2 separate regions of the Mus musculus genome follow, and region 2 is linked to region 1. Evidence: chromatin contacts called from public Hi-C data. All regions are on one chromosome and are shown on one strand. Each heading gives the region's core, a stretch centred on a gene start, on an enhancer-like site or on the middle of the called end of the contact. The rest is flanking DNA. Distances are from core to core; before and after follow the strand shown. Region 1 has its middle 22 kb from the start of Gm39994. Region 2 has its middle 34 kb from the start of AY702102.

Region 1 (7,478 bases), core at 3,200-5,699:
ACGTTGCTTACCAACTGAACTGATGCTGTTCCCGTAAGCTAGGTGGCCACAATGCCACAACAGCAATGGAATCATCTCAAATAAAGCTTTTTGCTCCGTACATGCAGTGGAGACTTTAGACTGTCAGAAAGATGTGCCAAAGCAGAGGTCGCTCTGTGGCCTCTATGTTGTTTTTTTTCAAGATCAGTCGCCTTCAGAGTTCCAGTCCTTGGTTGGCTGGTTGGAGTGATGCCAGCATCCTGAATATATCACTCAGATATGAGCTCTGGCTGGTGGTCTCACATTCCTCTTTCACCCAGGAGAACTTCAGACCCATACTTCATGACAAGAGACACAATAATGATCGGCCCATCAGTGTCTGAAATCCAAAGGACCCCACCTCTTGAGTCATGTCTCTGTCACCCACCACCTGCACCATCTAGACATCTGACTCTCTGACTTCTTCATTTATGGATCCTAACACAACCTATCTTGTGAGCACATGAGACAATGCACTGAGCTTTGAACACCAAGTAACCAAAGACATGTGTCCCTGAAGCGTCCATAAGTCCGGGGTGCTCCAGGCACGCAGAGCTCCAACGAGGGAAAAAGTGGTGCAGATTCAGGGATAATCAACACGTGGATATCTTGACCTTGTGGCTCCAGAGCATCTTGTTCCTGAAGGAGAACCATGGTCACTACTGAACGTACTCCAGGGAGTCTTGACGTTGAGGAATGTGCAAGACACACTACATTTCTTATCCTATATGGATGGAAGTTCTGCCAGTGAGACAGAGTCTCTTTACTAGGGATTCTTTGGGCCTGTTGGGAGCATGTCAGGAGATGTTGTCAGTTGTCCTAACAGGGTAGGGACTACTGCCAACCTTCAGAGGACAGAAGCCACTCAACATTCTCCAATGCCCAGGCCCATTCCTAACATGGATGCAAGCCATCTGGGGCACCATGACAGAACATGGTACAAACAAGGAGATTTGCACAGAACCAGTGCCTGGTGGTGAACTTGGTCCCTGGAATGCTTCTGTAGGATACCCACATCCTAAAGAAGAAATTCAGTGTGAATGAAGGTAACACAGACATCAAGAAGAAAGAAGAGTCAGAGAAGACACAAGGCATCCATTTGTGACAGGAAAGATCTCTGCTTAGCACACCCCTGGGTTCTCAAAGGATGGCAGGAAGGGGTGAAGGTGTAACTCATTCCTCTTCCTTCATATTCATGAGATTCTATACAAAGCAGAGGGGATTAGATGCCATCAGAGACTACATGAGTGACACCCCAGTGCATATGTTAGTTGTCTTTCCATAACTGGAACAATTCTGAGATAATACCTGAGATAATTCTCTTGCAAAGCAGAAAAGTGGCTTGTGGCTCATATTCAGAGCTTTTGGTTCCTGGTCACACAGCTTGTGGACCTTGGGTACATAGTGCAGCATCACATGATGGCAGAAGTAATGTGCAGGAGTGACTTGCTCACCCCCGTGCCTATCATAGGGTAAAGAGGGAGAGCGGGGTGCTGAGCTTCCAATCTGTGTGCCACCCAGTGACCTAGCTTTCTCCCACCACACCCCACCTTTTACATATCCCATCTCTTTCCAGTCATGCTACAAGCTACCAACTAAGTCTTTAAATTGTAGATCTTTGAAAGTCCCAATCATAGAACTGTGATTCAGTGAGGTTGCACACTCTCCAGGGACCTCAGAGGGATGGCTGCCAGTGAAGCAAAGATGACTTATGGATAATTGTTAGGACTTCAAGTTTTAACCAATACAACTAAATAAGATGCATATGAAAGTAGAGCAGGGGTGTCAGACAGAGTGGTAGCCTTTCTTCTACCCATGTGGGTGTAGAGGGTTTGGAAGGCAGTGGTCAAGGTGTGGAAGGACCTAGAAAGTGCAAGGGATGACTTCACCACTGAACTGGAGAAGATCTGATTCACTAGCCTTGGTGTCTGCACTGCTAAACAGATACAGAGAACATCACCTTATGGCTCTCTAGGGGGACAGGGGGACTGGGAGTGGAGGGTGACTAGGAGGGCAGGGTAATTAAGAGAGCAGGGTGACTGACTTGGGAGATGGATGTCTAAGGGGGCCTGGGGGACTGGGAAGACAGGATAAGGTGGCAAGGACAGCTGAGACTTCAAGGTTCATGAGAGAGTGACCACAACAATATGATGTTCACAACATACCCTGATGCTCCAGCCTTATCTTGACATAGAGATCCAATGATGAGGCCCAGGTAGAAGAAATTTTACCCGAATCTTGGCCTGCTACCATTCTGAAAGATAGGTGGAGGCTTCTGAAGGAAGCCCCATTTTTAGACACTCTAACTAGAAAGAGTTCCAGTCCTGGATAGATCCCAGATAGACACAACTTCTATTTTCTAATTTACAGGTCAGGATTTCCTGTAAAGAGAGAGAGAGAGAGAGAGAGAGAGAGAGAGAGAGAGAGAGAGAGAGAGAGGTCTTGTTCTCTGTCTTTCTTTGGGGGTACAATATTCTTGAGACAGATGAAATTGTAGACAGCTCTTATTGCCTTCTGGGTAATCACATCTTTAAGTGAAACTCCTGAGGCTTATTAAAAGACAAATTGCATTTTACCTTTGTCCTTGGAGAGAAGGTCTAGATGGATGGGTGTTGGAGTGGGAGCTTCCAGGAGCAGATGATCTCATGTCAAAGCGAAAGCACACACCTCCGATGTCTGACTGTGTACAGTGGATTCCTTAGGCCATTCACGAGTCTTTCATTGGAACAGATAACGGCTATCTACTGCCACAATGGGAAGGAAATTTTCCACTCTAATAATCGCAATCCTGTCTCATCTCTATGATGTGCAAAGGAAATGAGTGCTTTCCTGAAATTAGCAACTTTTGAGCTGCCTTCTCCTGAAAAATACAAAATTCAACAGTGGCTTTTAGGCAAACTTGCTGGTCCCTGTTCTTTGTGTGCGATGCAACTTGCTAGGATATAGGGTTGCCAAGGTTTAGGAGATAAAGATGTAATTGTAATTTCTGTAAGAGAGAAGTGTCAAGAGACTGAGAATTTAAAGTAATGGTTGTCCTTAGAGTCTCAGCAAGAAGGATACACACACACACACACACACACACACACACACACACACACACACGGTGTGTGTGGAAGGGCTATGTACCCAGACTGGGATCTTTAGGGACATCAACAAGACAAGGTTGCACATCTGGAGTAGGAAGGTGGAGTTAATCAACAACCCAGGCCTGAGTAACAATAACAAATTCCATCAAAGCCTGGACAGGTCACTGAAATAGAAAACCCATAGACATCGCTAGGAGAGGCACAGCCAGGTCTTGGGCATACACCTGGGAAGGGGGAAGGGAGAGAATGTCCCAAAGTCTCATAGTCACCTCTGGTCTTTGATGTTCTCAATAGCTACAGTCAGTAGGAAGCTGGCGAACAAAGAACCCAGAGTAGGGTGTCTAGGACACTAAGTGTAGTGGCTGCGGGGGACATGGAAGACATCCAACACGAGGTTCGAGTAAATCACATCTTTTATCTCTGGTATTGCATTTTGCACAGGGACAATGCATTCAAGTGAAGGCAGTGATGGAGAAAGGGGGATGGTCGAACCAGTAAAGGCAGCGACAGGAAGGGAAGTTAAGTAGCTGAGGCAAGCTCCTACAGGAATGCCAAAGAAGAGACCCTCCCTCAGCAGAGGGGAGTCAAGTTGGATCACCTGAAGAAGGGGTGTCCAAGTCAAACACTGAAAGGCTGGGAGGGATGAGTCAGGAGAGAGGGCAGACTGGGTGTTCGCAAAGGCTGTAAAGGGAGCTGGGCCATAGCTTGTTCTTGGAGGTCAAGAGTAAATCTGGAGAAAGATGAGAAGCAAGACTGGAAAAGGAAATAGAAGGAGCTGGAGAGAACTTTGACTGTGACAACAAAGAGCTCAGATTTCATCCTCTAGACAAGGAGGAGACACCGCAAAGAGTGACAAGCAGAAATTGCTACTTTCATGTTTTTCTCCAACTCTACTCCCAGCCAAGTACATCCGACGCTGTCAACCTCGCAGCAAACACAGACCTGTTTGTCCCTGTGCTTGACAAGAAGAAAGTGAGTGGCGAGATTGGTTTGTCTCTTTGATCCATGGCAAAGATCCACATATATGTGGTGTATAGAGTGTGTGTGTGTGTGTGTGTGTGTGTGTGTGTGTGTGTGTGTGTGTGTGTGTGTGTGTGTTGCATATGGGTCATGTCGCCTTTGGAGAGTTGAATGTCTCCATGAGAAAGGAAATTACCAATATAGCTCTCTCCTGGCCACTGCATCCCTGAATAGAGATAGCCAACATCTCCAAAGACAACCTGACACACCTTTGGCATTTAAGAAATCGAAGTCTCAAGATTCTAACATCATGAGCCAAGGCTAGATTAATGACCTTTCAGACTACAGGCTCACAGAATCAGAAGTAGGTCAGCCTCCCTGGGACACTGAAAGGTGTCAGCTTCCCATTGGTGGAAGCCACCAAAGGAAAGTGACCCTTGTTACTTTGGTCACTAATTGATCTGTCCTCCCCCCGCCCCCCGCCGCCCCCATTTCAGATGTTGAGAGAATGAATACAGACTTTCTGGGAAATGTTACCTCTGGGTTTTAAAAAGGTCACATGCAAATAGAAGCACGTGGACTCCCTCTTGGGTTCCCCATTTGCAAGCCACCCGCTTGAGGACACGGGTTTGTTTGCTTTTTCTCTAAGTTTCATTTTCATGATTGCTCTGACATTGGGTGTATTTATACAATAAACCAAGTGCTATCATGGTCTGACCAATGAGATATCAGGGCCATGGATTGTTTGAATCTTTATTTTGTCTAAAACTGTGTTCTGAGTCCAGAAATAAAAATGTGTCTTTGAGCACCCTGACACTGGGAAATACGTGGGAGAGATTCCTAAATCCCATGCCCTCTGTGGGTATGATCTGCTCTCTCAGGCTGTACCATTTTCAGAGAGTCACAGGGTTCTGCTGATACATATTTTTTTTTTCTTTAACCTTCTTTTCCTGGACTCCTACTGTTGCTGTATTTAAACATCAGGGCTTTCCTAATGTCATTTCCTAAGGATCAGTAGGTCTCCCCAAATTGAACCCATACCTTATCCTCATTATGCTTTTAAATGTTTCTCAGTATTCAGATTTATGTTTTCTGCAGGGAGAGATGTTTGGGAGGAACCATGGCTTTGCCACAAAGGTTCTGTCTGGAATAGTGACCACTTTCTGGAACAATGGTCCCTCCTATCTGGTTCTGATGAGAAGCAAGAGGGACCCTCTTTATCCCCTCTGACACATGAGAAAGGTACACAGTGGGCTGATGCTTCCAGGAGATCCCTTGGTCATAGGTGGATCTAGAGATGGTTCTGTGTCTAGTGCCAAGGCCAGTCAGAGAAACCAACACTGTATTTTTGAAACTTCAGACTAGGTCATCAAGTCCTTTGATCCACTTACATTTCTGTGGTGACAGGAGCTAAGAATCCATGAGGGAAGTGTGTAAGGCCATAGACTGCTAGCCCTGCCATTGTACCCAGGGGCTATGACATGGGATAGGATCAGAAAGATGGAGAAAGCCTGATAATTTCCCTGAGCACATTTCAGAGAGCACCCTTATGGGGCAACTGATCTACCAAAGTTCTGCAGCCTTGGTTTGAATAAGTTTTGCATTGTGGTGGGTCCTGGAGATTAGGTAGCCATCTTTGATAGAGCTTAGTGCTTGCTAGCATCCCACGGCCCATGAGGAAATATTTCAGTGGATGGTGGAAAAGCTCTCACATCTGAGGGATCACTGTGTGAATGAGAAATCTCCAACAGCAGGTTTTGTGATCAGCAAACATAGAGTCAATAATGCTGAAGATGGCTGCTGATGGAACCGGGTATGGTTCTGTGAGAACACTTTGGGGGATTTCTAGAAAATGATAAAGAAACATTCTTGGGTTGCCAGGGGAGAGGAAGATGGGAACTCTGATTCCAGACTGACGGGGATCCAAAGCTTTACAATGAGGAAGCTAGATACCGAAAAGTCCCACACACTCTCTCAGCTCCTTTCCCTGAGCAAAACAACGTAAGGAAGAGAGGGATCATTTCCGCTCACAGTTGAGGGTCCAGTCCATCACAGTGGGGAAACCAATGCAGCAGGAGCTTGTGGCGGCAGCTGCTCATGCCGCACGCACAGTCATGAAGCAGAGAGAGATGGACGCTGGGGCTCAGCTCACTGTCTCCCTTTCACTCAGTCCAGGACCCTACCTCAGGAGAAAGTACTACTCATATTCAAAGTGGATCTTCTCACCTCAAATAACTCATTCTAAACTTGGTCACTCAACGCTCTCGAGCCTGTTTACGGTCAGTATTAACTATCACGTACACATAGGAGAAAAGGACATTAAGAGAAGACCTCTAAACATCAGCCTCTCATGGGTCCCACTTCTGCTACAGTGTAGCTACGAGACTGCTTAAAAGCCTAAAGACTCTCTAGAGTGTTTTATTTTCTGTAAAATAAATCTAACAGCTACAACTGTGAGATTTCACTATCTTTTTGTCTTATTTATATGACATAATATGTGCAAAGCATGTGGCCGTACTGGCCACACAAGACTTCATAGTGTCATTAATTAATTTAGTTTTAATTAATTAATTTAGTTAGCCAGTATTTAAAGTTATAATTGGGGAGTGAATAGTTGAAGGTATCTGAGTAACTGCATGACAGGATTATGGGCTGTGGACCTCCGCAGTGTTAAACAGTGTCAGAAAGCAGCAACTCTTAAGCTTTTAGCTCTCAAGGTTTCTTTACCATCTTAAAAATTAATGAGCTGGGGCTGGAGAGATGGCTCAGGACTTAGGAACATTCTCTGCTCTTGCAGAGGACCTGAGTACAGTCCCTAGAACCCACATTGGGCACCTCACAACGCCCTCTAACTGCAGCCCCAGGACACCCAGCACCTCTGGCTTCATTGGCCAGCCCCAGAAACATGTGCATGCATGTCATGAACAATAGAAATAAATTTTTTAAGCCCCAAATACCATGCAAAACGGAAAGCAAAAACATTTTAAAGCTTGGTGAGTTTTGCAGAGTTTTGATTTACCTGGCTCTTATTGGTCAATACTGGCCAGGGTAGAAACAGAAACTGGGGATCTTTTTTAAAGTGGGTATTTTAAAAATCATGTTAAATAATAATAAGTCTATAATAGACAATATCAGATCTGCTTCACAGTGACATATATAGCACATGTGTATATAAAGACGATCATAGTTTCCAAACAACAACAACTAACAGAGTTAGGAAATATATTTTAAATTGTTGTGTCATAAAGAGCTGGCTTGTTGGATCTTTTTTTTTAAGATGTACTTATTTTATTTATATGAGGACTCTGTAGCTGTCTTCAGACACATCGGAAGAGGACATTGGATCCCATTACAGATGGTTGTGAGCCACCATGTGGTTGCTGGGAATTGAACTCAGGACCTCTGGAAGAGCAG
Region 2 (7,478 bases), core at 1,331-3,830, 580 kb before region 1:
GGGAATAAAGCCTGGGTCCTTGGCAAGAGCAGCCGATATTCTTAACCACTGAGGCCTCTCTCCAGCCCCCAGAGGGCATCCTGGAAAGTTTATTCCCAGATCTGTGCTGTGTGGTTTGAGACAAGGAACTCGATAGCTCATCGAGTTAAGACAGAGGGAACATTTTCATTCCCATCTTGTCTTGTCTTGCCAAAGGAAAGGACAGCAGGTGACACAGAAGGGCACAGGGAGCTGAGGGGTGTCCAGTTATATCACACCATAAAGATGCTCAATATCACAGTGCAGTAAGCACAGAAGACCCTGAAACTGAGTCATGAGGTGTTCAGAGTCACGTTGCCACCTTGTCTAACTGCTCAGTGTGGATCTCAGCTGAGCGGCAGCATGTAAGGATTAACTCATAGGGAAAAGGGCCATGTTTACCTCGGGTTGTCTCAGGGAAGCGCTCAATGCTGCTAAGAGGTAGAAGTGAGAGAGGAATGTTCTGCAGAACTGGCAGTCCATGCGCAGGAAGTACAGACTTCAAGGCAAATCTTGCCCAAAGTCTTCTGACACGTTCAGTTTATGTAACTTCTCCAATAGTCCTGCAGAGTAGCCTCCTCCTCCTCTTCCTCCTCCTCCTGCTCCTCCTCCTCCTCCTCCTCCTCTTCCTCCTCCTCCTGCTCCTCCTCCTCCTCTTCCTCTTCCTCCTCCTCCTTTCACAGATGGAGGTAACAGAACACCACAGAGATTTCTTATTTTACCCAAGACCTCACAGCAGCGAATTCCAAGCAGCTGATCTTAGCTCTCGGTTCTCACCCATAATACTAAAAGGTTTCTGTTACCTAGGCAAAGTCACTAAGAAGAACTAAGTGTTTGTAAAACTCGCAGATATTTCAGGAGGGCACCAGGTGGAGAGGTGGATAATGGATATTTCCTGAAAACATCTCTTTCTTCCTTTCGTGTATGTGTGCACAGTGTGTGTGTGTGATATGTTAGTGAGTGTACATGAGGGCACATGTGTGCATGTATTGAGGGGTAGGGATTGTCATTGGTGCCTTCTTTGATTGCTTTCCAATTATTTACCGAGGCAGAGTTTCTGCTGGATGTGGGGTTTGCAGCTTTGGCTATTGTAGATAGCTAGTTTGTCCAGGGCTGCCCACCTTTGCAGGCACCATTGTGTACACGGTGTACCCATAGATGAGTAGGCACACACAAATGTGTAAGTGCCTTTTTTTTTTAAAGATGGGATATGAAGCAATATTTTCTGGGCTGCAAAACACCTTCTTGGATCAAACAATTAAGTTTCCAGAAAGCAGACCACACCCATTGCCTAAAAGTAATTTAAAATGCCAAGTGGATGCAGAGCTTATTGGAACTGTAGCTGCTGCGTCTCTCTGTGGTATGTTCAGTTTTGAAACTGTTTCCATTTCTACAGTTTCTGAAAAGGGGAAATGTAGACAGGAGTGGGTCCCAGCCCTACCTAAGAAGCTACATGAAACCCTCTGACAAAGGCAAAGAAATCAGTCTCTCACAACGGAGAGCCACATTAAGCACACTCCAGGGCCATCCCCAGGGCAGTTAGGCAGCAAATAGTCTCTCTCTAGTGTTTTGTTTGTTTGCTTTCTTCTGGCATTTTTGTCTTACTGGGTTTTGTTTGTTTCATCGTTTTGGTTATTTATTTATTTATATTTATTTTTGATAGAGGAAAAACAAGTTTGGGTAGGTAGGGAGGTAGGGAGGATCTGGGAGGAGTTGGCAGAGGAGAAACACGATCGGATATATTGTCTGAGAACATTAAAAAAAAAAACCAAACCTTTCTTCCTATACAACAGGCATGTCTGCTGCCTAGAGATGCAGAGGAGAGTGTGAGATCTCCCGGAACTGGAGTCACAGATGGCTGCGAGTCACCACGTGGGTGCTGGGGGATCAAACTCAGGTCCTCTGAAGAGCAGCCAGTGCTCTAAGTTCCGAGCCATCTCTCCAGCCCTCTCTGTCTATATTTCATTTTCATTTATTATTTGGCTCCTTGAGACAAAGTCTCAAATAGCCCAGGCCGGCCTGGATATCCTTGTCATCTTTCCTCCAGCTCCCAAGTATATAGATTAAAAATGTCTACCAGCACACGCAGTTCTGTCTCTGTGTGCTTAAAAAAAATTAAATTCTGTTTATGTGTATGCGTTTATCTGCCACGTGTGTGCTGGTGCCCCTCCCTCAAGGCCAAAACACGGTGTTGGATCCCATGAAGCAGGAGTTAAAGGCGGTTCTGAGCCACCCAACACAGGTGCTGGGAACTACACTCAGGTCCTCTGCAAGAGCAGCAAGCACTCTTAACTGTGGAGCCGTCCCTTTGGCCCCTGTGCACGTATTTTAAAAGTTTTATCAATTACTTGCCCTGTAGCCTGTGCTATGTGCCTTTATTGTAATGAAACTGCCGCTGCGAATCTGAAGTCTGTTGTCTTAAAAGGTGAATCTGCAGCTGCCAATCTGAAGTCTATTGTCTTAAACGGCGAAACTGCAGCCACGAATCTGAAGACTATTGTTTCATAAGGTACCTGTGGTTGGGAGGGGACAAGACCTGGAAAGAGCTGCAGAGGCCGGGCTACTTACTTTGAAGAGCCCAGGGAAATTATCTCTGACCTCACAGCCCGTCTCTAGGAGGGGGCGTGGCTCCATTGATTACTCTGCAGCTATTTTGAGTAATGAGATGGAGCTCCTGCACAGCAAGAGGTAGATTTTCCTCTGTTCATGTAAATTTTATGGAAATGAGCATTTATTAGTCGACATCACGGAAACCCACCCCTAAGGCTTGCGGTTCTCACTGCAAGGTTCAGCAGGACTGAGGAAGGGTTCTGTTAGGTTTCCCTGCATTTCAGGAGGGGCTTGACCTTCTTGCTGTCAGCAGAACCAACACTGTCTGGAGGCATCATCCCAGGGCGACATGAAGAAAGTTCCAGAAATACTGTTAACATCCACTGCCCCACCAACACGCCCACGCTGTGGAGACAGTAGTTGTCGAGGCTGCAGAAAATTTATTACCAGTGTCGCGGTGTTTGCTAAGACAGAAAGCTTCCATCTCATGCTTTTGAGTTCACCAGAGAATAAAATTTGATCATTACCATGCTTGTCTGAAACTAGATTAATAAAGGCAAAATAAAGCTCAAAACTATTTCTATGGAGACTTTGTCCAGACCCCCTCCCCAGTGTGTTTCTCTTATCCCAGTCTGGCCTCAAACTCTTTACACTTCCAAGAACGACGCTTATGATCTTTCAATCTCCACAACCCGTGTGCTCAGATTACAGTTGTGCACTACCTCACCTGGTTAATGCACGATGGAGATCCAGTCAGGACCCTGGGTATGCTCAATAAGCTCTCTACCAACTGAGCCAATCCCTAGCCTGCCAGGGTTTCCCTCAGCCCAGCAATCCTCATATAGTTTTGTTATTTGCCCTCAACCCTTTACGATCATTGAGGAAACACAGATTCGGTGAGTTCTGCCCCAGTCCTGATCTTTAAACCTTTGGCCATGTCCAAAGTTGAAGTGTGTGGACCCTGGCATTGCCACTCCCGCTTCATACGAGGCCAAGCGGTATCCGGTCAGGACTTCCATGATCTACACAAGGAAGGTGGAAGCTGGCACTTGTGGGTTCCCCAGGGCAGCCTGCCAGCTCAGTCGCTATGGTAATGAACTCCCGTGGCCTCCCTGGGTATTTATTCCACCAGGGGATTTCCCCCTTTTCCTTTTCCAAGAGAGTTCTCAAAACTGATTTAAATATTATGATACGCTCATCTCTGAGTGCTAAGTGGGAGACGTATTCACGTTGGCTGGGAAACCTTTTAAAATATAGACTTTCCTTCCCTCAAATGGCGCTGCCACAAAGGTGAATGTTCTCCTAATAGACGGTTCCTTTAACACACACACACACACACACACACACACACACACACTCCATGAAAGTTGAGGTTGCAGGATGGCTCTGTGCTTTTAGCAAGGTTAATGTTGCTAAGCAACTAAGTAACCATAAAAGGAGAAGCAGGTACCCATTGAAAGGAAACGTCGCTCTTGTGCAAAGACAAGACTTGCCTGTCGTCTGTAGGCAGCAGAGTTTTCCCTGTTGCCACTTTACAGCTGCAGCTCTGGACTGAAGCATGCTCTGTGCAAATATGGGAGGTTTGGCCCTGGGGGATATGCAGGGAGGATCAGCTATTGAGAATATACAATCTGAGAGGTGTCATTAGCAGGAGACATGGTCTCACTATGTAGCCCAGGCTGAGCTCCGACTCAAGATCTTCCCACATACAAGTATACAGTACTCAGAGAAGGACAGTGGCCTACCCAGGGTCACACTGCCATTTAGGATGGCTAACTTTGACCCGATTGATTTCCAAGTGGTTTTATTTCTATTTGACCTTAGAGTCACCCTCGGTGCAGTTCCTCCTAGCCCAGGACTAAACACAGCACACAGCACATCTTCCTCCAGAACAGTGGAAGGAAGCCAACAATCTCTCTCCTTCCCTTCCCCTTTCCTCTGTGTAGTCCTGAGAAGATGTCCCCCACGGTGTTCATCGCAAACACACGCTTGATGACTGGTTAGGACATGGGCTGATTCACAGAGCTTATCTGCGGCAAATCAAGTTCATGGTTTCATCAAAAGTGTATCGACTTCTGCGGATGTTATTCACCTAAGGAGAACAATCTTTCTTCTATGTAAGTTTTGAGGCAAATAATGACTTTATTTTATTATTTTAGTAAGTTTTAGAAGCTAGCACTCAAAAGGAATGGATCTCATTTTGATGGAAATGGGCCTCACAGTACAAATCATACGCTGTTGTAATTCATCTTTCTCTCCCAGGATCTATGTGTGTGAGTTTGTTAATCTTAAGTTCTAGTTGAAGAATGAGGAGAGGGGGCTGGGGAAGATGACAGTCAGCAAAGTATTCGCCATAGGTGCTTGAAGAACCGAGTTCTTTTGAACTGGCAGGGAAAACTGGGTTAGGGTGGCCAAGGCCTGGAATACCAGTTTTAGGGAGGTGAAGCCAAGATGATTCCCAGGGCTTGCTGGCAAGCCAGTCTAGTGAATTACTGACAAGCACCAGGTTCATTGAGAGCCTCTCTCTCTCTCTCTCTCTCTCTCTCTCTCTCTCTCTCTCTCTCTCTCTCTCTCTCTCTCCCCCCTCTCTTACATGGATATCTATACACACACATACACATGAGCACACATACACACACATGAGCACACACATGCATATACATATATACATGCACATACATACATACATGCATATGAGCACACACATGCATACACACGTATGCATATGCATATGTGCACACACAGACACAGACACAGACACATGGAGGGTGATTGAGGAAGACACCCAATACTGACCTCTGGCCTCCACACACACTTGTGCACACGTGTGCGCTCTCCCACTGGAATGAAAATGATGAAGCCAATGAGCAGACACCGGCTCTTCCAGTCTCAGTCACATCAGCATCAGAAGCTACCTCCTCCAAGGGGTCTGAAGAGCTGCCATCAGGGTGGGAAGGGGAAGGCACTCAGGGAACAAGATGTCCTGAACGATTTTATGATTCTTGTAACCTTAAGAGGTATGCTGAGATGGAAGTGCTTTAGCCAAGCTACAGCTCTGAGGTGGCCCTGGCAGGAGGCCCTCCGGAATGTTTCCTGGGGGCCAACACTTGAGCACCCTCCCTACACACACACACACACACACACACACACACACACACACACACACACACACACACTTGTGCATGCATACATGTGTATATTGTATACACACACTTGTGCATACACACACATGTACACACACATGTACACACACATGTACACACACACACACACACACACACACACACTGCCTATGTCACCAAGCCTACGGAAGTGTACATGCCTTGTGGGAAGTTATGAAAACAGGTACTGAGGGTTCATGGGGACGGCTCTTAAGAAACTCTGCAATTGCTGGCTGTAGTAAGAGAGCTATAAACACATTTTCAGAGTGTCTTTGGCATGGCTTTGCACAGCGGCTCCTTTACAGCTGCCCTATGCTGGCAGGGAAGGATGGACAGCCCGAGAGAAGCAGAGGCATACACCCTGGGAGAGGAAACCATGCCTGGGTTTCTGGTTTCCTTTCCTTCTTTAGTTTACTTTTAAGATAAAGTTTTAAAGAGTAGAACTACACAATCATGTTGGGGAACACACCATCCCGTGACGGGCCCTATGTCATCTTTAGAAAAGACTGTCCTCCGGAATCTGGGAGTGATGCTGGTATCCAGATGAAGGGGTCAAATAAAAACTTCAAATTGTAGTCACCTCATCACAGGCTTACACGATTGCCAGCGAGTGGGGACACGTGGCCAAAATTCAGAGTGTAGTACTGTGTGCTGGCTTGCTGAGCTAGGGCAAAGGATCCTTGGCTGCTTTTCAGGTGGCCTCTGCACATCGTACGGTGAGCCCATATTGACTCATTATCTAGCAACTGGGGGAGTTAAGAAAGCAACATTGGGTTGGGATGAGGTGGAGAAGAATTGGTTAGATCAAGAATAACCACGACCCCACCGCCGCCCCCAAGGCTGAGAACAACAGCATGGCTAAATAAACTGAAAGAACAGTTATTACATTTGGGTCAGAAAAAATAAAAACAATGGCAAACATTTAAAAATGAGAGACATAAAGCAGACACCCATTAACCTATTTTAGAATAAAATATGTGTGTTTTTTTTTATAAGGAAGACAAGCTCACTCTAATGAAGTGGTAAGCCAATGTGACATTATAACTTAAGGGGAGATGGCAAGTTCACATTATTTACATAAATCTTTGGGGCAGGGGACACCAGTGATCTGATTAATTTTCCAATTAGCTGCTTGAGTTCTTACTGGACCTCGTTAGTGTGACTAGTTTGTCCAAACAAGCTGGCTCTCTCACAAACCGGGCGTGGCCTCTCTTTTCTATGGGCGAGATGGGATTCTGGGACTATCTATCATCTCTTGAGCTGGGGCTTTGCCCAGGAAGAAGAAGATTTTCAGGCTCCCATTGCTCCCTCCTGCCTGGGAGACCGCCCCCATTGAGAAGTGCATGCATACAGTTTACAAGTGTTGGACACAGAGTCTTATCTACAGGGCAATACATGATTACCACAAACCTTATGAGTTGGACAGGCTTGTGCCTCAACATGGGCAATTTCTGCTTCATGAGGGAAGTTCTCAGAATTGAGACAAAAAGAAGACTTAGATATTTGGCTGAATACTTTGTAAAGACTACAATGTACTTTGAGGTTAGGAGTGGGATGAAGAGGAGGAGGAAGAAGAAGAAAAGAAGGGGTATGTGCAGTATAGTTTTATGTCAATTTGACACAAACTAGTTATCCAAAGGCAGTAATCTCAGTTGAGAAAATGCCTCCATGAGATCCAGCTCTAAGATATTTTCTTAATTAGTGATTGATGGGGGAGGGCCCAGCCTCTGGCTGATGCTATGCTTGGGC

What was found. A called contact is a pair of places that touch in the nucleus more often than the background predicts.
Region 2: a contact with region 1 is called in a Hi-C map of liver, with 1.6 times the contacts expected there. The contact joins two enhancer-like sites. A contact is called at or near these places in 1 of 484 Hi-C or Micro-C datasets (liver) and 5 of 115 datasets of contacts at active chromatin or transcription factors (bone marrow-derived macrophages, embryonic basal ganglia, embryonic limb bud and 2 more).

What each region holds. Positions count from the first base shown.
Region 1 is chr2:169,348,787-169,356,264 of GRCm38.p6, reverse strand. No RefSeq gene overlaps it. Among named protein-coding and RNA genes, the nearest start is that of Gm39994, 22 kb to the left of the region's middle. Within about 2 kb of position 4,449, at least 2 of the 459 cell types and tissues checked have an H3K27ac peak or open chromatin away from gene starts, as enhancers often do. A contact at or near this core is called in liver, where this site is marked.
Region 2 is chr2:169,925,128-169,932,605 of GRCm38.p6, reverse strand. It overlaps a transcript of Tshz2 not described here. Among named protein-coding and RNA genes, the nearest start is that of AY702102, 34 kb to the left of the region's middle. Within about 2 kb of position 2,580, at least 70 of the 459 cell types and tissues checked have an H3K27ac peak or open chromatin away from gene starts, as enhancers often do. A contact at or near this core is called in liver, where this site is marked.